3 separate regions of the Mus musculus genome follow, and regions 1 and 3 are each linked to region 2. The links are chromatin contacts, called in public Hi-C maps. All regions are on one chromosome and are shown on one strand. The core of a region is the stretch at or near the end of the contact, and the rest is flanking DNA. Distances in the headings are between cores, read along the strand shown.

Region 1 (2,700 bases), core at 110-2,609, 72 kb after region 2:
CAACCAGATCACTTACATGTCATCAAGAAGCTCTTTGTATATATGAAATACAAATCACTTCCCTATACTCTTCAAACATTTTTTACTATCATTTTATACCAATAAAGATATTCATATGATGGATAAAATATATCTGCAAAAACCACACAAAAACTAATTATTAATATGTAGAAAATATAGCTGTACTTATAACTTTAAATAAATAACATTTTAACCCAGCTTAAAAATTCAGGCATAATTATAAACAATAATCTTTCTTGTTAAAAGTTCGAGAACACCAAGCTGACAAAATCACTGAAGAGGTGTTACGATAGTTTAATGACTCTACTTGCAACTAATTGGGTCAAAGCCTTATTTTTTTAATAGGCCAAGTTTGGAATGTCAACCATGAGATCGTTGTATTTCTCTGCCCTTAGGACAGATAAAGTAAAACAACCAAGAAAAGCAAAAGCAAGTCTGCAGGAAGTCAAGAGATTAGCAACACCAAGTGAGTTATTCTTGATATAGAAGGTTTGCATCTCCTGTTGCTCTCTTGTTTGCATCCATTCTGTGTCTTGAATTTGTTGCATACCAATATCATGTGTGTATCCTCAATATTTTCCTAGCTTTAGAAGTCTGTATTGCATACTAACAAAAGCTTTGATTATTGGGGCAGGGGTAGTCATAATCCCTTAATTGTGTGTCTGTATGTGTTTTGTCTATGTAGTATGTTTGAACAAGGTTTCCTAAATATTGCTTTTGGTGTTGGGGTACAAGTTTAGGGGATACATATATATATATATATATATATATAGTATATTACTTATATAAAGGATATATATGTGTATATATATAGTATATTACTTAGTTATGTCTTATAAAATCTTAAAAGTAAGGGTTTTTAAAATACCTCTTTGTTATTTTTGTCCCAACTCTTGGTTAGCAATTCTCAAGGCTGTCTCACCTTTCAATTAGATCCTGTTTTCTTTTGAATAGATAGTGTGCTATAGATAAGCTATAAATTCCATTATTGCACACTAAATACATTTAAAAGGCATAGTAAGAACTAGCCATTTCAAGAACTATTATTTATCCTAATTGTTCCCATCTGAGTTTGGAAAGGATCCTGGCCTGAAAGTCTTCAACAACTTGCCAAAAGCCTGTCAGCTTTGATAACTCGCACTGCTCTGAACTTGGCTCAGAAGGGTCAGTTTCAGAGTGAACACTAAGCTCCCCACGATATCCAAGCTTGCTTAAAAATGCAGAAACACTGCCAGCTGACTTGCAAGCCACTAGATTTTCGACCTTAAGAGGCTCATGTTTTCTTGGAACCAGGGATGGGCTGGTAAGCAAAAGGAAGCCATTCCCATGTGGAACTACAGAGCAGATGGAGTGGCCCTGTGTGCTGGGGACCATCTGTTTTTGTTAGAACATGGTTTATGCATTGGCCTAATGATTTAGAATGAACCTAGGGATACAACAAAGCCCTAAATTAAGCTTATTTGATTAAATAACTGAATGCATCTATGCACTTTATTTAATTATTTTATGTTACATTAATCTTTGTTACATATAGTTTTTTTTTTTCACTTACGAATTATGTAAACATTGTTGGTGTCTTTATTACCAGGGTTATAGTCAATTGGTTTTTTTTTTTAAGGGTATAATTTGTGCTATTAAATTGTAAACATCATGAAGCAAAGAATGAAATATTTGCCTCTTCGTGGTTACAGTTACTTTGTTTAATAAAAGCCTAGAGGCTTAAGAGAGGACATTACCACATATTTGTGTCATGAATGAATAAATGCGGAAATAATAAAATGAATGAAGAAGATGGACGATGTATTTAAAAATGTTCCTTTTTTTTTCCTGGTCTCATAAACTTTCTCATTGGTGACATTTTAAAGATCTTTTTGATAGGTAAATTATATTTTGTAATGTTCCTTTGAAGTTTGTTCTTTGTTATCTTATTTATGATTGTATGTACTTTCTTCCCATGTATACCATAGTTAAAATCTGACTTATACCTCTATGATCACTATTCCTAGTTGTTAACTTGACCCCATCTAGAATGAACTACAATCCAGAAATGTAGGGCACACCTGTATTGCAGATCTTGAGGCTTGTGATCTGGATCTTGACATAGTAACTACGAAAACCTTAGGCCCTGGCAAGGTGGGTATACACATTTAATGACAGGAGACAGAGGCGAGCAGATCTCTGAGTTCAAGAAGAGCACGAGACAGAGCAAATTCCAAGTAAAGAATAGCTTAAGTTCAGACATGGTGGTACACACCTTTAATCTGGGCCATATGCTCTGGTAGAGGCCTACATAATGAAGGCTTCCTTTTCCACTGCCTGTTTGTGTTTACTTCCCAGCACATCTGTTGGAACCTACTTCTTCAGGATTCCTGTTCGTACAGAAGACCAGCTGAAACACCTAGCCTTGTGGGAGTGAGCAATTACTAGATTCTTGGATTTCCATTCAAAGTGCCCACTAATGGGTTAGTTAAGACTCCAGACTGTAAGTCATTCCAATAATTTCCTTTAATATAACGAGATATTCCATAAGTTCTGTAACTCTAGAAATCCCTGACTAATACAACATTAGAACTCCTTATAAATCATTTATCTTCATTCATTTAGAGAAGGCAACCCCTTTATTGAGTCTGACTAATACCAAGTGTCATCAGTGATGTTGTATAACTCTCGTCTTCCTGT
Region 2 (2,704 bases), core at 138-2,637:
ACAAAAAGGAATGTTTCTAGATTTGTTGTCTCTGTGTTTTGAAGTTTCTGATTAATAAGTTGGAAGAAAACAAAATATACATGTCTGCTGGGGCCTGAGAAAGAGAAGAGATGTGTGAGAGAGAAGAGAAAGGCACTGGTTTCTTTTCCAGACTTGGGTTCTCTTTCCTGCACCCACATCTGGTGTCTCACACTCACACTGCAACTCCGATAGCATAGGGTTCTGAAAAACTTTCCTGGCCCCCAGGGTCACATGTTGTACATGTGCTTTCAAGTTTTGCTAGCTCTGCTCACATTTGGTTTCGATTTCTGAAATTTGATAGAAACAAAAGCATCAGCCTATCAGGTTGTTGTTTGGTGTGGGAACCCCATAAGAACTTCTTGATGAGCCTCCCAATCACAAAGACATTTTCCCCACTCTTGCACTCAGCCATTTACTACCCTTCCATTATCTGGCATACAAGCTCTTCAAATTGTCAATGTAATCCTGTCGTGCACCAGGCCTCTTCAGTGATTGTGACTCACAAGAAAATAGAAATAGAGAAACCTAGACAGTCTGTAGGTCACAGCCTGGATCATCATGCTTGGAACACCACGTTAGATAGGGTGGCAACAAAAATAAAAATGCATGATTCAGTCCTTTAAATACCTACTGTCTTTCACTTTCTGCTTAGTGCCATATTTGCTCACTATTATAAACTCTACAGAGTTCTGTGATGGGCTGCATCTAGTTCTCATGAGTGATCGAAGTGATGGAGACAATGATAGGCCTAGGATAAAGGATACTGAGACCTGAGCTGGTTGTAGATGAAGCTGTTGCTATCTCAGCTTTGCTGACTTAACAATCACTTGAGTTTTCTGACCTGTAATTAAAACATTATTCATGTTTTAATCTGTGCTCTCATGTCCTATGCAACAACCTGCTTTAGAAGGAGTAGTGAAAAGGTTCAGACCCAGTTCTTGGCCTGAAGAGCTAGTTTTGAATCTCTGCCGTTATTCCTTAGCTTCATGACCATCTCCTTACATTCACACTGGAGTTCCATGCTCCACTTTATTGCTGTTTAGATTTAGCCACATCGTATTTAAATCCAAAGGTCTAATGTAAATGTCATAAATTTGTTCTGGAGCATTTCATCACACCTACAGATCAACAGATATCTGAGCAGTGTTTTCTCTTCAGACTCAGGCTACCTACAGCCTTTCTCTAGCAGGTCACTGGCCAAGGCTTTTTTGCCTGCACCTGGGTACTGAGAACCTTTCTCTTATAATTCCACACCTTTGCCCTGTAGCTTAGCACTAATGCCAGCAGACAGCGATGAACCAAGAGCCCCAGGCTATGTGAAATGAGGACTACTCTGGATTAAATTGTTGTGCTCAAAAAATAAAGAATGAGTCAGAGCATGCCTAATTCCACAGGAAGGAGATTCGTCGCAGCAGAAAACATGTGGAGCTCATTTGGTCAGAAAGGAAATATTAACATCGAGAATTCCACATTGACTCCAACTCCTTCACATTTGTTGGATCCCTGACAGAGCCTTGTTGTGTTTCAGCATAAACATGGTAGGGACATTACAATAGGATGTTATGAAAATGTGAATCAAGAATGACTATCGTTACAGCAAACGCTTGTGCTTTATACATTGTTCCGAACTCCATCCTCGTAAGGAGCCTGTACTGATACAGGGCTCAGGGATTTTGAGAGATTTGAAACAAGAAGTGATTTTTACATAATGTTCTCTCATGTTCCATTCTGGCTGAATTCTGTAACATTCCTTTAAAAATAATGTACACTTGGAGTGAAGCAGACAAATACATTTCCTTCAATAATGTGGAAGTCAGCTGTAGTTGTTTTACATGAATAATTGATTTTTTTTTAGTGTCCTATTTACTGCTAACAATCTTTTTGTTATTCAGATATTGAAATTGCCTCAAAGCATTCATTTTAGGGAAGATTCTGCAATCACTTTGTACCCTTCCCTTTCCTACATTGCTGCCCTTTCTTGTGTGAAACTGATTTCTGTATCTGTAGACTTGCTCCCAAGCTCTCCATTGTCCCATCTCTTTCTCCATAGCCTTAGAGACAATGTAACCTTGTTTATCCACACCCTTTAGTCTTGTGTGTGTGTGTGTCTGTGTGTGTGTGTGTGCATATGCACGCATGTATCAATGATTTCCTGTGATGTTTGTATAGAAGGTCTTTACAAACAATTTGAAAGAGTACAAGAAGTCAAGGCATAAGAATGACTCTGATCGGGATCGTTGAATGCTAATCTACTTTATTTAGGAAGGAATACTTAAAGAGGTTGTATAATCTGCTAATTTTTTCAGAGTTATCAGCTCATCTGAAGCACCTAGCATTGTAAAAGATGAAAAACAGCACAGTTGACATCACTTGAGCTACTTTAATATCCTTTGACACTGATTTCATGTTAATTGAACATTTTACAAATACTTTTAAATGAACTATTTTATAAAGAAGAAATCAAAACATCCTAAGGGTTTATGAATTGATTGATGGGTAAAGATGATGTAGTACACAAAATAGTATGTAGCTGTAAAAACAAGCAGCTATATGTGACAAAATGGTTTGAATTAATGATTATGTTAACAACAATAATAACAACAACAGCAATAACATTACAAGTAGTTCATGATCTTAATTACATCTACAATCTGACACAGTTGCCTCCATAGCATTTGAGAGT
Region 3 (2,700 bases), core at 78-2,577, 120 kb before region 2:
AGACGGGAATATCAGATGGGCAAGACTAGAACAATGCAGCCTAACGTCCATGCCAGCTCTGCCTGTTAGCCTCCTCTCTGGCAAGGACTTGCACAGGTACAGGGGTCCTGACGTCAGACATGTTTGCTAAGGGAAGGATCGATGGGTCACAGTCAGCCTGGAAACCCGTGCATGTTATTTTAGCTGAGGCTCCCATTAGCAGTTCATCTTTGTATAGATGTGCTGGCAAAGCCTGTCTTATAGGAGGCTGACTATAGGATCAAAGTCTAAAAACAAGAGTAGATTGATTTCAGATAAAAGAAATGATGATAACAGAGACCCAATTCTCCATCTGCAGATGATCAGCTTGCAGCCAGGCAGAAGCATCCATCAGTGGGCGGTGCCTGGCCTGAAAACCAGCCTATCACTGCCTATGATTTCAAATGCAAAGCCAAGACCAGTTCTCAGCCAAAAGATTACTTCAGATTCCTTCAGTCACAGAAGTTACGGGATGACTGGACATACTCCCATAATACCTGGTGTTGCTTCTATAGCTGAGATAATTTTGTAGATTCAGTTCTGGGTGATGAAGTAGTGTGATACTTGGTCTCTCCACTGAGATTCAGGACACATTTATTTCTCCAGAGTGAGGAATTCTCTTTGATGTACTTGGCGTTTTGAGGATGCTGAAAGTTCATGCTGGGTTGGCAGATTAGCACTGGGTCACTCCTGTGCTCTTTCTAATATTCATGATTGTTCTTACATTGCGTAGATTTTGAGAATAGCTAAGTACTAAGGTCATCTTTTGGATATTTATGTACAATAGTGAAATCCTCTCAGCAACTTGGCCTGATATTTAACAGTCATAATGCTGAGAATTCTTTTGATGTAATGTAATGAATTAAAGGATTTTGAAAGTGTTGATGGCTTTAAGATTTTTTTTCTAAATTCAAGCACCCCAAGTTTTGAAGCATTGACTGACTATATTGGATTAATACACTAAGACTTAGAGAAAAATGTTATGGCTCTAACATTTGAAAATTCCATGTAGTTTCTAGTGATAAAGTGTTATTCTCTTGCCTTCATCTGTTGCTTTCTCTGACTTCCAATTTTTGCTCGAAACTTTAAAAGTATCATCTCAGAGTAAAAGTCCGAGGGGAGCAGGTTAAGTCATGCACACCCTGGCAGCTTCAAGAATGTCATGCGTTCTGGGTTTAACAGCTGCTTCGTGAGACCCACAGCCTAAAGTTCTCCCTCCTACATTCTACTGCAAAAGCCTGAAGGCTAGTTTCAGAACATTTCTGAATTCCTCACTCCAACTAGCATGCTACAGAAACTGAGGGACTCTTTTCGGACACAAGATGGCAGTAGCACACCGTTCACATTGATCATTTCCTCAGAGGGATTGTAGTCACACAAATCAGTTATTTTGTGGTAAGTTAAAAGTCCCCCTGAAAGAGGAGGGAAAAGGCCCTTTAAGATTATGACTAGTACCGTAACCACCTTTTCCCTACAACCCCAACTGTCATATCTATACATTTCTGATGTAGTCCTTCAATGACTTTCAAGAACAGAATGAAATACAAAAAGTTCAGGAGTCTCCGTATCAAGGAAAGAAATGCCTAAGAAAGCAAGGTCAACCATTATGAAGATGCCCTGCATCAATAGCCTTGAGACTACATACTGTGTTCTCACAATAAAGTAGGTTTGAGAGGCTATTTATTGATGTTCAACTTGATTTACAACAATCCTTTGTTATCATTGGGTTTTTGTATTATTTTCTTTTCTTTTATGGAATTTTGGAGTTTTGCTTTTTCTAGTTTTCTGAGTTCAAAACACACCACACCACACACACACACACACACACACACACACACACACACACAAGTTGTTCACCACTTACACAAAAGAAGTATTTAAAATATAAGCTTGTTTTTCTTTGTTTATATTTCATTAAAAAAGTATACAATATGTATACTTTCATGTATCAATTAGTCATTCAGTTAAGAATATGTAAGAAAACATTTTTTTTTTTACAGAATCACATATGGTTTCAATTAAAGTTTTGTTATTTGTCTTTCAAAATCTTAGTAAAAATAATGAGAATTGAATCCGTACTCTGGCATAAGAATATATTGAGTTACAAATATCTGTGATAGGTTCATGAAAACTTGGAAACAATAATACAGGCAGAGGAGTCCAGGATGATTCTAGAATTCTGATTCAGAATTAAGACTTCCCTGTTGGCAGAAAATTTCCCGTGGTTTCCCAGAAGCACAAAACTGCCTTGACAGTACGGAACGCAAGGTGGCAGAATGACTTTTCAAAACCTTTTAACTCAGGGTGCTCAAAATTTAGAAAAGTTACTAAAAAGTAGCTAGCATGTACTAATAAGAATTGGGGAAATCCTACATGTTCTCTAAATTTTACGACAATTTCAAGTGTTAGGAAGCAAAGAATGCATATTAAGAAAACCCTACTATGCCAGTTTTTACCACAATTAAAAAATATAGAAGTTTTAGTGACTATTTTTATTGTTACTATATATTTTATAAATTACTAATCGTCTTTTAATGAACCTGTCTTGTGATTTAGCAGTGAATCTGCTTGTTAAGAAAAGTTTTGAAATTGCTTTAACATTTAAATTTCTAACAGACATCATTTGGAGCACTACTTCATTTGAGCTTTTATGTGAAGGCTAAACTATGTTAACATCAGCTT

The links. A called contact is a pair of places that touch in the nucleus more often than the background predicts.
Region 1: a Hi-C map of uterus shows a contact between it and region 2, with 1.9 times the contacts expected there. The contact joins two enhancer-like sites. A contact is called at or near these places in 1 of 39 promoter capture datasets (the 3T3-L1 cell line) and 5 of 484 Hi-C or Micro-C datasets (the 3T3-L1 cell line, 3T3-L1-derived adipocytes, embryonic fibroblasts and 1 more).
Region 3: a contact with region 2 is called in a Hi-C map of uterus, with 2.4 times the contacts expected there. The contact joins two enhancer-like sites. A contact is called at or near these places in 1 of 39 promoter capture datasets (the 3T3-L1 cell line) and 8 of 484 Hi-C or Micro-C datasets (the 3T3-L1 cell line, 3T3-L1-derived adipocytes, adipose-derived mesenchymal stem cells and 3 more).

Annotation. Positions count from the first base shown.
Region 1 is chr16:86,693,265-86,695,964 of GRCm38.p6, reverse strand. No RefSeq gene overlaps it. Among named protein-coding and RNA genes, the nearest start is that of Gm32461, 110 kb to the left of the region's middle. Within about 2 kb of position 1,359, at least 33 of the 459 cell types and tissues checked have an H3K27ac peak or open chromatin away from gene starts, as enhancers often do. A contact at or near this core is called in uterus, where this site is marked.
Region 2 is chr16:86,764,959-86,767,662 of GRCm38.p6, reverse strand. No RefSeq gene overlaps it. Among named protein-coding and RNA genes, the nearest start is that of Gm32461, 40 kb to the left of the region's middle. Within about 2 kb of position 1,387, at least 27 of the 459 cell types and tissues checked have an H3K27ac peak or open chromatin away from gene starts, as enhancers often do. A contact at or near this core is called in uterus, where this site is marked.
Region 3 is chr16:86,881,353-86,884,052 of GRCm38.p6, reverse strand. No RefSeq gene overlaps it. Among named protein-coding and RNA genes, the nearest start is that of Gm32624, 66 kb to the right of the region's middle. Within about 2 kb of position 1,327, at least 25 of the 459 cell types and tissues checked have an H3K27ac peak or open chromatin away from gene starts, as enhancers often do. A contact at or near this core is called in uterus, where this site is marked.